2 separate regions of the Hordeum vulgare genome follow, and region 1 is linked to region 2. Evidence: chromatin contacts called from public Hi-C data. All regions are on one chromosome and are shown on one strand. Each heading gives the region's core, a stretch centred on a gene start, on an enhancer-like site or on the middle of the called end of the contact. The rest is flanking DNA. Distances are from core to core; before and after follow the strand shown.

Evidence for each region. Hi-C and Micro-C count contacts between places; a contact is called where the count stands out from the background.
Region 1: a contact with region 2 is called in a Hi-C map of seedling, with 2.8 times the contacts expected there. The contact joins the promoter of LOC123440137 here to the promoter of LOC123441844 in region 2. A contact is called at or near these places in 2 of 6 Hi-C or Micro-C datasets (leaf and seedling) and 1 of 1 datasets of contacts at active chromatin or transcription factors (embryo).

What each region holds. Positions count from the first base shown.
Region 1 is chr3H:450,717,967-450,723,825 of MorexV3_pseudomolecules_assembly, forward strand. LOC123440137 (mitogen-activated protein kinase kinase kinase 17-like) reads right to left here and starts at 1,438. Exons shown (of 1, transcript XM_045116709.1): 1 at 1-1,438. The coding sequence starts at 1,298. It overlaps LOC123441845 (mitogen-activated protein kinase kinase kinase 18-like), which reads right to left. Exons shown (of 1, transcript XM_045118052.1): 1 at 5,360-5,859. The coding sequence ends at 5,360.
Region 2 is chr3H:450,536,642-450,542,597 of MorexV3_pseudomolecules_assembly, forward strand. LOC123441844 (mitogen-activated protein kinase kinase kinase 18-like) reads left to right here and starts at 1,917. Exons shown (of 2, transcript XM_045118051.1): 1 at 1,917-3,297; 2 at 5,868-5,956. The coding sequence starts at 2,021.

The sequences.
Region 1 (5,859 bases), core at 188-2,687, 180 kb after region 2:
AGGGTTGGTCGTAGACTTTGAGATTTTGAGCAAAATATGAATTGCATTACTCTGTCTTTGTTACAATGACGATCAAATCTCGAAATTTCACCCCCGTCAGGTTGAAACGGGTGAAATTGATTTCTACAACTGCCTAAATGCACAGGACGCACATAACTGTCCTGCCAAATGGAGGAGTCGGTCAACACTGCATTGCGCGGGATGCCGTTGCTGTCGTCGGCAGCAACCGCGAACGGCTCACGCTCTGCCTCTGTTTCTTCCGGCCCAACGAGGTAACCTGCACCGGCCGGCGGCGAGTCGGGGACTCTGGAGACCTCGCCGCACACGTCGATCCAGCCGTCGTCAGAGTCCCAGTCCGGCAAGGCCGAGGTGGCGCAGGCCAATGCCGCGATCCTCTCGGCCGGCGTCGTCGACATCTCGTCCGCCTCGTCGTCGGTGTCCGAGTCCCAGAGTGCATCATGCAGTGTGCTCTTGGGGGACGCGTATTGTTGCTTCACCGGCGCCGCCTTGTAGTCGCCGGCGGCAGCAACGAACGGGTGATCCAAGAGCTGCGCTGCCGTGGACCGGTCGCTGGGCTGTCTCTTGAAGCATCCGGCCAAGAAGTCCTTGGCATCCGCCGAGAGCCAGCCCGGCACCTCTGGCACGGCGGCTGTGTACCCGATCCGGTGCACGGCCGCGAGCAGATCGTTCATGTCGCTCCATGGCGCGCGGCCAGTGGCCATCTCGACGACGGTGCAGCCGAGCGCCCACACGTCGGACGCCGGCCCCTGCTCCTCGCCGCGCGCGACCTCCGGCGCCATGAACGCCGGCGTGCCTCCCATCGGAAGCAACGAGTCCACAGCCCTCGCGCAGCCGAAGTCAGTCAGCCTGGCGCGGCCGTCACCACCGATCACCACGTTCCGTGCCTTGACATCCGCGTGGACCAGCGACCTCGCGTGGAGGTACTCCAGCCCCCTGGCCACATCCCCGGCGTAGGCCCGGATGGCGGACTCGGGGAGGCAGCCCCCGCTCCGGACGGCCTCGTCGGCGAGCGAGCCGCCGGGTGCGAACTCGAGGAAGAGCTGGTACTCGCCGCACTCGGCGGCGCGGGAGCCGAGGCAAGGGATGATGTGCGGCGAGCAGAGCCCGGTGAGCACGCTCCCCTCGCGCTCCAGCTGCGCCGCGCCACCGGCGGCGGCGGACTTGACGGCCAGCAGCTTTCCGGAGGCCTCGTCGGACGCGAGCCACACGACGGCGCCGGACGCGCCGCGTCCCAGCGTGCGGATCCGCCTGAGCTGCTTCGCCACGGCAGAATCCATCGTTGGTCGTCGGTGCTCCGGCTGGGTTGCGAGCTGACTTGGTATGCGAGGATGGACGGATGGCGCGCGAGCTGCATTTATACGTGCGGAGTGGCGCGCGACGAGGAAGAGACCGCCATGGGTGCGCGGAACACGTGCGGAAAATGAGGCTCGCAGCGTTTAGCATTTTGGGTAAAAGAAAAAGCCTCGTGCGACCTTCACCTTCTCCTCTCCGGCTGCAAAGGAAGGTGCCGTGTAAACGAACGTGCGGGTCTTATTCTGGCCATGGCTTCTCTGGCCTGCCTTTTCCCCGTCGTTTTTCCGCTGCCTTTTCGTCTGGCGGATCTGGATCAGCTTCAGGGGAAGGTGCGTCGGCGGCTGAATTCGAATTGTGGACGTCACGTGATGCAACGTGACGTTTGTCAACGTATACGATGATGATTTGTATGCAGCCACACAATGGATAATGATTAATGATTAGTGCCACTCATACTGCTCTTAAGAATATAATAATGGACATATACCACCGTTGCTTGCTTGCTTGCTTGCTTCAGTAAGTACTCATCTATGTATGTGAAGTGTCACTTTGGCGTCTCCACGTGCTACAGAGCCCACAGCCTAACCGATAAGGCCTCCTTGATGCGTCGTGTTGGCTATGTGCCTCGCGGTTACGTCTCAGCCTCGTCTTGGACATTTCTCTCATTAGGCTCTGTACAACGTGGAGAGGTCTCAGAAGAAGAGCTGCCGTAAGGGCAATACACGTCCATCATCATCCAGTCGTCCATCGCCGTTTCCCAGAGGCACGTTTCGTTCGGCGGACATGGGCGGCTCGCCCAGACTGAAATTTCCGAAGCCATGTGAGTACGTGACGGAGTTTGGCTGAAGCTGATGGAGGATTAGTTAGCTATATCAATCATTTCTGGCGTCACGCTGTTTAGGCAAGCACATGCGCCGAACACTAGCCTAAGCCTCTGTGTGGAGCGTACGTGCTACGTGTCGGATTTTAGACCTGTTTGAGCTGTCATGTTTTCCGAGATTCCGAATCATCGTCGGCTGACCCTTTTTCCTTGGAACAAGAACCGCGTGATCAAACCGTGCAATTTTCTTCATGCATAGCTTGTTGGTAATCCATTTTAGATAAAGTATAATTTCTGTTGGTTAGGTTTTTCAGGCAACGGTTCTGTTGAGCAACCGAAAAAAGGGTGCACGCTTCAGTTTCTCTCTTCGCTCAGCTTCAGTTTGGTTCATGAGCACGTCATCACTTAAAGACACGTGTCTTCTTGCATGATCATAAAAATAATTGTCGGGAATGCTTTATTTTTGAACCAAGTTTTTTTTTCCTGAGAAATAGCCATAGTTTTTTTTGAAACAGCAAATATTTTCCATAAATTTGTAGTGTGGCCATGTCATCTTCGTAAGTACCCCTGCCAATCATTTTTGGAAGCGCATCGGTTGATTTTAATATCAGTAACTCAAACAACATCTTGACCTTTTTAGCACCAAACATCCCTCATCCTGAAAAAAAGGTACAGGGATTGATTGAATCTTCCACTTTCTCAGTTCACGTTTTATTTGTCCATTATCGCATGTGCCTATGAATTATTTCCGCTCTGAGGAGACAAATTACAAAGCCTTTGACTCCCGTGGTTTGACATCGGATGGCTTCCTTTGAAGAAGATTTGTTGAGAACACATACTGTGACAAGGACGACTTATGACCTGATATCCAAAACCAAAAGATGATACTCCCTTCGATCTATATTACTCCCTCGTTTTCGGTTTACAGGACTCATCTCAAAAAATTTAGATCTTCATCATATTAGACTTATTTTGATCTAATTGAGTTAAAGTGCTTTGAGTCCCACGCCATATTTAATTTATAAAGTTTTAGAGAAAGGAGATGAGTGGTTATGCATGCATCGTTTTCTACAACCATCATGTAAGTCCAATGAGAAGGAGGATGCTACATTTATGGCCTTGGAAATTGAATATGTGAGAAATTTTTCATCGACTAGTTAAAACTAGTATCATCCATTCACAATTCACCTTGGTTAATGAGATTTCAGATTTGAGCCCTATAAACCGGAAAGGAGGGAGTACATGACATTGGTTTAGTACATCGACAAGTAATATGGATCACAAAGAGTACTATGGTAATTTTGTTTTACTCGATTGCAGATCTAGATCTTCACAACATTGTCTCTCAAAAGATTCGGAGTATTAATTTGTTGAAGCCTAGAATATGTGGAACATTGTGAGGCAGAAATGGAATCTATTATCGACTTAGGCAGATCTTACCCAAACCCTAGTTAGTAAGGACCACTTTGATTCATTTGAAAAATAGAGAAAAATCATAGGAGTGGAATTTTTTCCTATCATGACAACTTTTGTGTGTTTGGTTCAAAGGAATTAACGAACCATAAGAAAAATGAAGGAGTTTTTCTTTTGGAATCAGTTTCGTGAAAAAGAACAAAATTTTACAATCCACTCAGACCATTTTTTATATTCCTATGCACAAACAATGAGGGAAAGACTATAAGTGGCATAATACTAACTCCATCCCTTTTTTGACATAAAACTTAAGATCCATTCATCATACATCATGAGAGTACAAATAACACAAGAAGTAATAAAAAATCATATATTTCCATAGACCATCTAGCGATGACTACAAGCATCCGATCGAGCTCAAGGCGTGCTACCATCACAGCCCCTTCCTCGTCGGAGTCAAGTAAGCCTTGTTGTAGTAGACAGTCAAGAAGTCATCATGCTAAGGATTGAAAGGACCAGCGCACCACAACATCATCCGTCATTGATAAACAGAAACGGATATCGAAAGAGTACAACCTGTAGACACACGAATGTAGTCGAATGAAGATCGGATCCAAACAAATCCATCGAAGATAAACACCAGCCAAATTCACAAGATCCACCGTAGACACACGTTCATATGCCCTTCAGCGACAGAAGATGCACTATTAGTATAGGGCTAGACGGGAAAACCTTATTTCATCTCCGGGGAGCTGCCACAGCATCCTCTTCATGAGCACAAGACACAAACACTAAACAAGCTAAAAGCCCCCCTCCCGCCGACAAGAGCCGGGATCCACCATGCCTCCATGGTCTGAAGGCCTCGGAAGACGTGGCAGATCAGCATCGAAGCTGGTAGAAGGCGGAAAACCCTCGTCTTGGAGGAGTCTAACCTTAATTTGATCATGCATTTTAGGAGTCATGTGTTTTTTCTATTCCTACATATCAGACATGTAATTATGCAAATTCCTTTTTTTTCGCAATCATTTATTTTGCACAAGAAACCATATTCATGATGTAAGTGGACAGTTTGTTGAACGTTATGGGACTTGCCCGCATTGTCCGTATTTTCCTATATAGGATTCTATCATTGTCGAGTTAACATTTATGTGGCTTATGTGGCGTTCATGTATGGCTACAAGTTTCGCCAAGCAAACAATGGTTTGCCACGAGTTGCATCCCGCGCCGCCGCAGGAATATAAAAATGATCCACTGCATCCCTTGCGACCGCTGGAGTCTTCATGCTTGCGACATTGCTTTCGTCTCGGATTCCCATTGCGACTGCTCTGCACTTCTGCGGATCTCGTCGCCCTAATTCACTGGCGACTCTAACCAACATGCCCCGCCCCTGCCCCTTCCCGACGCCACCGCACATAGCCCGCAGGCCGCACCCGCCCACTCCGCAGTCGGTGGTAGGCAGCTGACGTGCAGCTGCAGCAGGCCGACAGCCAGTCGCCTAGCTCGACGACGACGGCGTCGAGAACGCAGGGGTTAGGATGTGAAATTGCAGTTCATGTGTTTGGAAAAAGATGCGAACAACAAATGATCAACGTTTGTATCGTGGGCTTTGGTGGGTTGTTCAATTATGCCACTTAATTTCATTAAATTTCTATGATCGCCATATGAACCTTTTTTAAGTGGATGGCATATAAGGGACAAGTGGACACCAACGCCATTTATATCCTGAAACCATATTCTATTTCTGCGTTTTTTTCCTACTAGTTCCCTGCTTTTTAAATCCTGCAAATTAAAGAGGTCCTTAGCAGCCAGCAGTTATAAAAAGAAAAAGGCAAAGATCGATAATACCCTCCATTCAGTGCAAGATAGAACGCAAACAGCATGCCACGGAAGTTGAAGACAGAAGGAAATTTGCGCAAAATCAAAATGTAATTTTCTTTCTCTGTCGCAACGACAACCAAATTTTACAGTTTCATGTCTGTGACTAACAGTGATCCACAATTGTCTGTCAGTAGCTACATTCACACTCAAATCTCTCTCGTACCCATCGAAATAATGCGCTCCATCCACATTCCGCACAAGGCCGTACCACCTACTGGCATCCGCATCAGCGAAATGGACATCAACCTCGGCTTCCAATCCTTCTTCACTCCAAGGGCCGAAATCTGCGCCGGCGATCTCCGCGGCCGTCGCAGTTTCTGAAGGTTCGGAGCGTTCGCCGTGCACGTCGATCCAGCCATCATCGGAGTCCCAGTCTGGCAAGGCCGAGCATGGGCTCGCCAGGGAGCCGATCCTCTCGGCCGCGCTCGTCAGCG
Region 2 (5,956 bases), core at 667-3,166:
TTTATCCTTGCAATGGTGTCTCACATGTGTTGTTTTGCTTGCTCAAGACCCTCCCATGGATGTCGATATGTTGCCACGAGCTTCGTGCTCATGTTGATGCCTAGTTCATCTTTGCTCATTGACGGCACAAGATGCCTCTGTAACTTGCTAATCAATCCAAATTTCTATGGCGGAGCTCCGAGTCAAGGTTCGTGTTCGGTTACACACGTAGAAAGATAAACAGAGTATACCATCTCTGAAATCGTGTTCTAGAGGTTTCTTTGGGAACGATGCGATCTCCAATCAAGAACTCACCTTTCATTGTGATTGTGTGAGTGAGTGATCAAGCATGTCTTCCATCTAGGAAGCATATATAGCAGATCAAATGTTGGCCGATGGGAAGCCATACGTTGGTGCTTGTGAACGACGTGAAGATAAGTTGCCTTTACCATGTAGCAAGCTAAATTGTGCTCACAACATGGTGAAGGACAATCTAAATTTTTAGTATGGTGAAACCATAGCACAGCGAAAAATATTTATAATCAGCTATATAACGACTACACTTAGCATATGCAAGAAATCCTTTATTTTTTTATGAGTAATTCCTTTATAAACGCTCTTTTTTAGAATCGTTGGCGCTCACTAATGTTGAAGTAGTGTGCTGGGGTAAACAAGATTGCACTAGTGCAATCGCTAGTTATCCTCATATGGCCCACAATCACTTTTTTCAGCGGATGCCCACAATTACTTAACCACCAAATCGCTACAGAAAAAAAGGCCCAAGGGCCTTGATGGAGTGCCTTGTTCAGTCTGCTAGACAATAAAATTGTAGTGAGAACAAATTGGGATTAATCCTTCTCCACATCACTTTCCTAAAAGGGTCCCAAGCCGCTTTCATGTCGGCAATCAGTGCCCCTTGCCCAAAGGACTTAGTCGTCATAACCCTAGCTAGGGCTAGCCACTTTGGTTTCTCATCTGGTTCATCCGCTTCATCCTGTCAAAGTAGATTATCCAACTCATCTTCCTCCACATGCAAACGCTCCAGCAAAACGCTGGAATCTTCACGAGGTTTAGGTCGTGATCCACTAGCTTCCGGGGACGTAGCCATCTCGCAAGGTGGTGAAACCCTAGCCGCCCGCATTTGAAAGAGATAACAAACCGGGCAACAGGAGGACGGACAATAGCTGTCATCGACACTGGGGCCGATCGATGACAGGAAAACTCAGAGCAGCGGGCGCCGGAGGACAGGGGAACCCTAGCTTTTTCGTCGCTAGGGGAAAAATATACGTCATGAGTTGGTTGAAATCTACGTAGATAGTTAGCTGTAAACTTTGGTTGTAGTTGGAACTGGTTGGATGCTTTGGTTTGATGGTTTCGTCAATGAAATCGAAGGGAATCTCCCTCTTCTTAATAAAAAAAACAATGAGAAAGTCCACTGGAAGCTACTTTTTCTGAGTGCCCGCTGAAACTACAGATATAACAGTAGGTGGGATACGTTGTAGACCAAATACTCTCCATGGTTTCCAGCCGTAATAATCCAATAATAACCTCCAGAGAGCATCGAGCATGAGAGAAGCGATGACGCGGCCGAAGAACATTCGGTGGAGAGAGAGAGAGAGAGAGACAGACGAGACGAGCGCTCCCGGCCTCTTGTCTTGCCCAATTTTGACGTCGTTTTCCATCTGCTTTCCGGGCTCTCGGAACCCAAATCAGCCAATCCCCCACGTGCCGCGAAACGAAGCCACGTTGACGACCCCTCCGACTGGCCCGGCCCACGCGACAGTGTCCCGTCAACGCCTCCCGTTTCCTCGCGCAGCTCCGCTGCTCACATGCTTTTCACACGACACCGCTGCTACGGATGGATACCGAAGCCACGCCACCTGTCCTCCCCCCGCCTTATATACGCGCCCAGACGGATCGAGCTCCACTTCAAATCGCAGAAACCAAAACCAATCGAGCGAGCCAGGCAGCTACCCGCAGCAGCCACCACAAATTCGAAATCCCTCCTCCTACCTGCAAGAAACGAGCGCCGAGGAAAGAAATGGACTTGGCGGTCGGCGGCAGCTGGACACGCGTCCGCACGCTCGGCCGCGGCGCGTCCGGCGCCGTTGTGTCCCTCGCCGCAGACGTCTCCGGCGCGCTCTTCGCCGTCAAGTCGGCGCCCGCGGCCGCCGCGGACCAGCTCAGGCGCGAGGGTGACATCCTGTCCGGGCTCTGCTCGCCGCACGTCCTGCCCTGCCTCGGCTTCCGCGCTGGCGCCGCCGGCGAGTGCCAGCTCTTCCTCGAGTTCGCGCCGGGCGGCTCTGTCGCCGACGTGGCCGAGAGGAGCGGGGGCCGGCTCGAGGAGTGCGCGATCCGACCGTACGCCGCCGATGTGGCTAGAGGCCTGGCGTACCTCCACGGGAGGTCCCTCGTCCACGGGGACGTGAAGGCGAGGAACATCGTGGTCGGCGCCGACGGCCGTGCCAAGATCGCGGATTTCGGGTGCGCGAGGACGGCGGGTTCCGATCGGCCCTTGGGTGGCACGCCGGCGTTCATGGCGCCGGAGGTGGCGCGGGGCGAGGAGCAGGGCCCCGCGGCCGACGTCTGGGCGCTGGGCTGCACCGTCATCGAGATGGCCACCGGCCGCGCTCCGTGGAGCGACATGGGCGACGTCCTGGCGGCGATGCACCGGATCGGCTACACGGACGCCGTGCCGGCGGTGCCGGCGTGGCTGTCCGCAGAGGCGAAGCACTTCCTGTCCATGTGCCTCGCAAGAAACGCCCGCGACCGGTGCACGTCGGCGCAGCTGCTGGAGCACCCGTTCCTGGCATCAGCCGGCTGCGGCGTGAAGCCTGAGGAGGCGGCGGCCAAATGGGTGTCCCCCAAGAGCACGCTCGACGCCGCGCTCTGGGAGTCCGACACCGAAGACGACCACGACGACTACGGTTCAGAGAGCCCCGCCGAGAGGATCAGAGCATTGGCATCCCCTTCCTCGGCATTCCCGGACTGGGACTCTGACGAAGGCTGGACCGACGTGCTCAACGAGAGCCGCGATGCCGCCGCCAACGCCGCCGAGGACGAGCCCGCGTCATCGGGCGAAGAAGCGTCGGAAACGGAGGCCGAATTCTCGGGGTCTGCATACGTGGAGGATGCCGATCGCGTGCGTATTGTAGGATCAACCGCTCCCTCAGCTGAGCAGCACAAAGAGTTTTGTTCGGGCCTCTTCGGCGACCAAATTGTATTTCCTGTCAGTGGTACCGTTGATGAAAGTGAAATGACAGAATCGTTATTGCATCAAACCATAACTATTACTACTACTCCCCATTTCAATTCCTTGTTAATTTCTGCCGAACTAATAAGTGTGGCGCGACGATTCCAGAACGTCGCTCAAGAGATATGCATGAACCATTGGCGAACACCGGACGGAGTAGGGGTAGCAGTAGCGTGTATCCATCTTCCCATCTCATGGGGCCATGCCAAAAGGGGTTGCTAGACCACGCTAGAGAAGGCCACTCCCCATTCGACACACTCGGGTCCTTTATCCTTCCTTTGGCTTGTGCACTACCCCGTCAGTTCCCAACCAGGAATGCAATGCTCAGCAGCAAAAACAAGACCGGATAAACTGATCGACGAGCACCCTTGATTAGACCCTGGTTCTCACTCTTATCTTACTGACAGACAGTGATCTGGTCAACGGGGAGTCTTGTGACACTGGCCAGAGCTACAAAACCCAAAGGCTTGGGACATATCGCCATGCGGCCGCGTCTCCAAGTGGCGGCGTGCTCCGAACGCCCAGGTGTTCTTCTCAGACGGCGTAGAAAGTTGCCGTACACGTCTGATGTTTGCCACACGTGGAAGTAGGGATGGGATGAGAGTGAGCTTGTTCAAATCCTCAAGGTTAGCTTACCGTGACACGCGTCCAAAAACCCCGGAAAGCTCTTCCGTGGAACTTGTGCCCATGTTTCTAGATTTTCCAGCTCTTGCAGCTTGCCTATCTTGCCTAGCTTGCCCAAGGAGCAGCCGTACGTAGTTATTTCTAATCTGTTTCATCTGCGTTTTTTTCCTTCGCCTGCCATGAAAGCCCTAAACCATGTATGCGTAGCATGCTATTTTTTCATTCTGTGAACAGTAATTTGCGATTGGTTATCTAGTTCCAAAAGCGTGAGTTCGTGCTGCTGTAAAAGAATTTGGTCGCCAATACAGCATCTGGATCTTTTTCCCAACAACCTTGCTGTGAGCCAACTACCTTGACATTTCTGCTGGCGAGTGGTTCTGCAATTTGTTTTTTTTTTTTGTTTGGTGATGAAGGGGGCGCTTTGGTGCTTCTCCAGCTGCAAGGCCAGTGTTCGTTGTGTGGGGGACTAGTTTAGCTGGCTGTCTGCCTCTAAAACTCTACTGTACGTAGTTGGGAAGGCAAGGCACTGCCAGTGCGGCACCCAGGCAAACCGTATTAGTAGGTGGCTCGCGTCCAAAGTCAACATTCCTACAGCACAACCATCTTTCTGCTTAACGATCTCAACGCCCAAGATTTGACCTGCGCATCAGGCGGTTGAGCAGCAAGAACCCCGTGCGTACGTCAGCGCCGCGGTCGCCACATCTCACTGATGACGTCACCTTTTTTTTGGGGGGGGGGGGGGGGTATAGATATAGATATCTCAGACAAGTGAGGATCCAGACTAGTAACACATTGCTGCTTACGACTTGTTCATTTCCACCTGACATATTTTGGTATGAAGAGGTAGACCGGCGTTTGGTTTGGACGGACCCTGGATCTGCTGCGATTTGTCTTCATGAAATGGTTGAGAGGGTGTTTGGATCCAAAAGACTTATTTTAGTCTGACTAAAAATAGTCTCTTTAAGAGGGTGCTTGGATACGTTTTAGTCCAATGATTAAAAGTAATGAGACTAAAATTTGCTAGCCTTATCCATGCTTGGATCCAAATACTAAGAGTAAGTACAATAAGGTACAGTCAGCAGGCTGTAAGGATTAAAATACTATATTTTTACTGAGTTGGATGAGAGAGAAGAGGAGAGAGAAGGGAAACGGGCTCTTCATGAAGAGCCAGCTCTAGCATGTGCTCCTAGGTGTTTTGTGAGAAGGAAAGGTGGGCCATATATGATAAAAGTAGTACTCTTTTATAGCTAACTATTGTACAAGCTAGCTATAAGATGGGTTATAAGACTGCTTATAGCCAGCAGTTGGCTATACTATTAACCATGCTCTAAAGAGACTAAAATTAAGTTAATAAGCATTTATTATCCTCCAAACCCTCCAATCCAGAACTTGCATGAGGAGTTAAATGAGGAGAGAGAGGACTAATGCACATTTTAGTAGGGGTACCCCTGACTAAAAGATTTTAGCCTCAAGACTAGTTTTAGCCTCTCTTTAGTCAGGGGTGTTTGGAACTTTAGCCTCTTAAAGAGACTAGTATTAGTCAGACTAGTTTTAGTCCCTTGGATCCAAGCACCCTCTAAGAGGCTAAAGTTTCAAGCACCCCTGACTAAAGAGAGGGTAAAACTAGTCTTGAGATTAAAAAAATTTAATCAGGGATACCCCTACTAAAATGTTGATTAGTCCTCTCTCTCCTTATTTAACTCCTCTACTTTAACACAGTCAAGTTCTTGATTGAAGGATTTGGAGGATAATAAATGCTCATTAACTTGATTTTAGTCTTTTTAGTATTTAGATCCAAGCATCGTGAGGCTAGCAAGTTTTAGTCCCACAACTTTTAATCATGGGAGTAAAAGAGTTAATTCCATTTTTTACCCCCTCTTTTGACCTTTTTGACAGGGATTACCCCATATAAGTGAAATTCATCCATTTTACCCCATTTAAGTAAATTTGTGTCAGTGTTTACCCTATTTTTATTCTTTTATACATTCTGTCAATTTTTTATTTTTTGCAGCCGGTTTCAGCACCCCGCTCGATTGCACATGCAGTTCTTTTTCCGGTTCTACTTCATGCATACCACATCCTTATCTTCCCCCGGCTCCT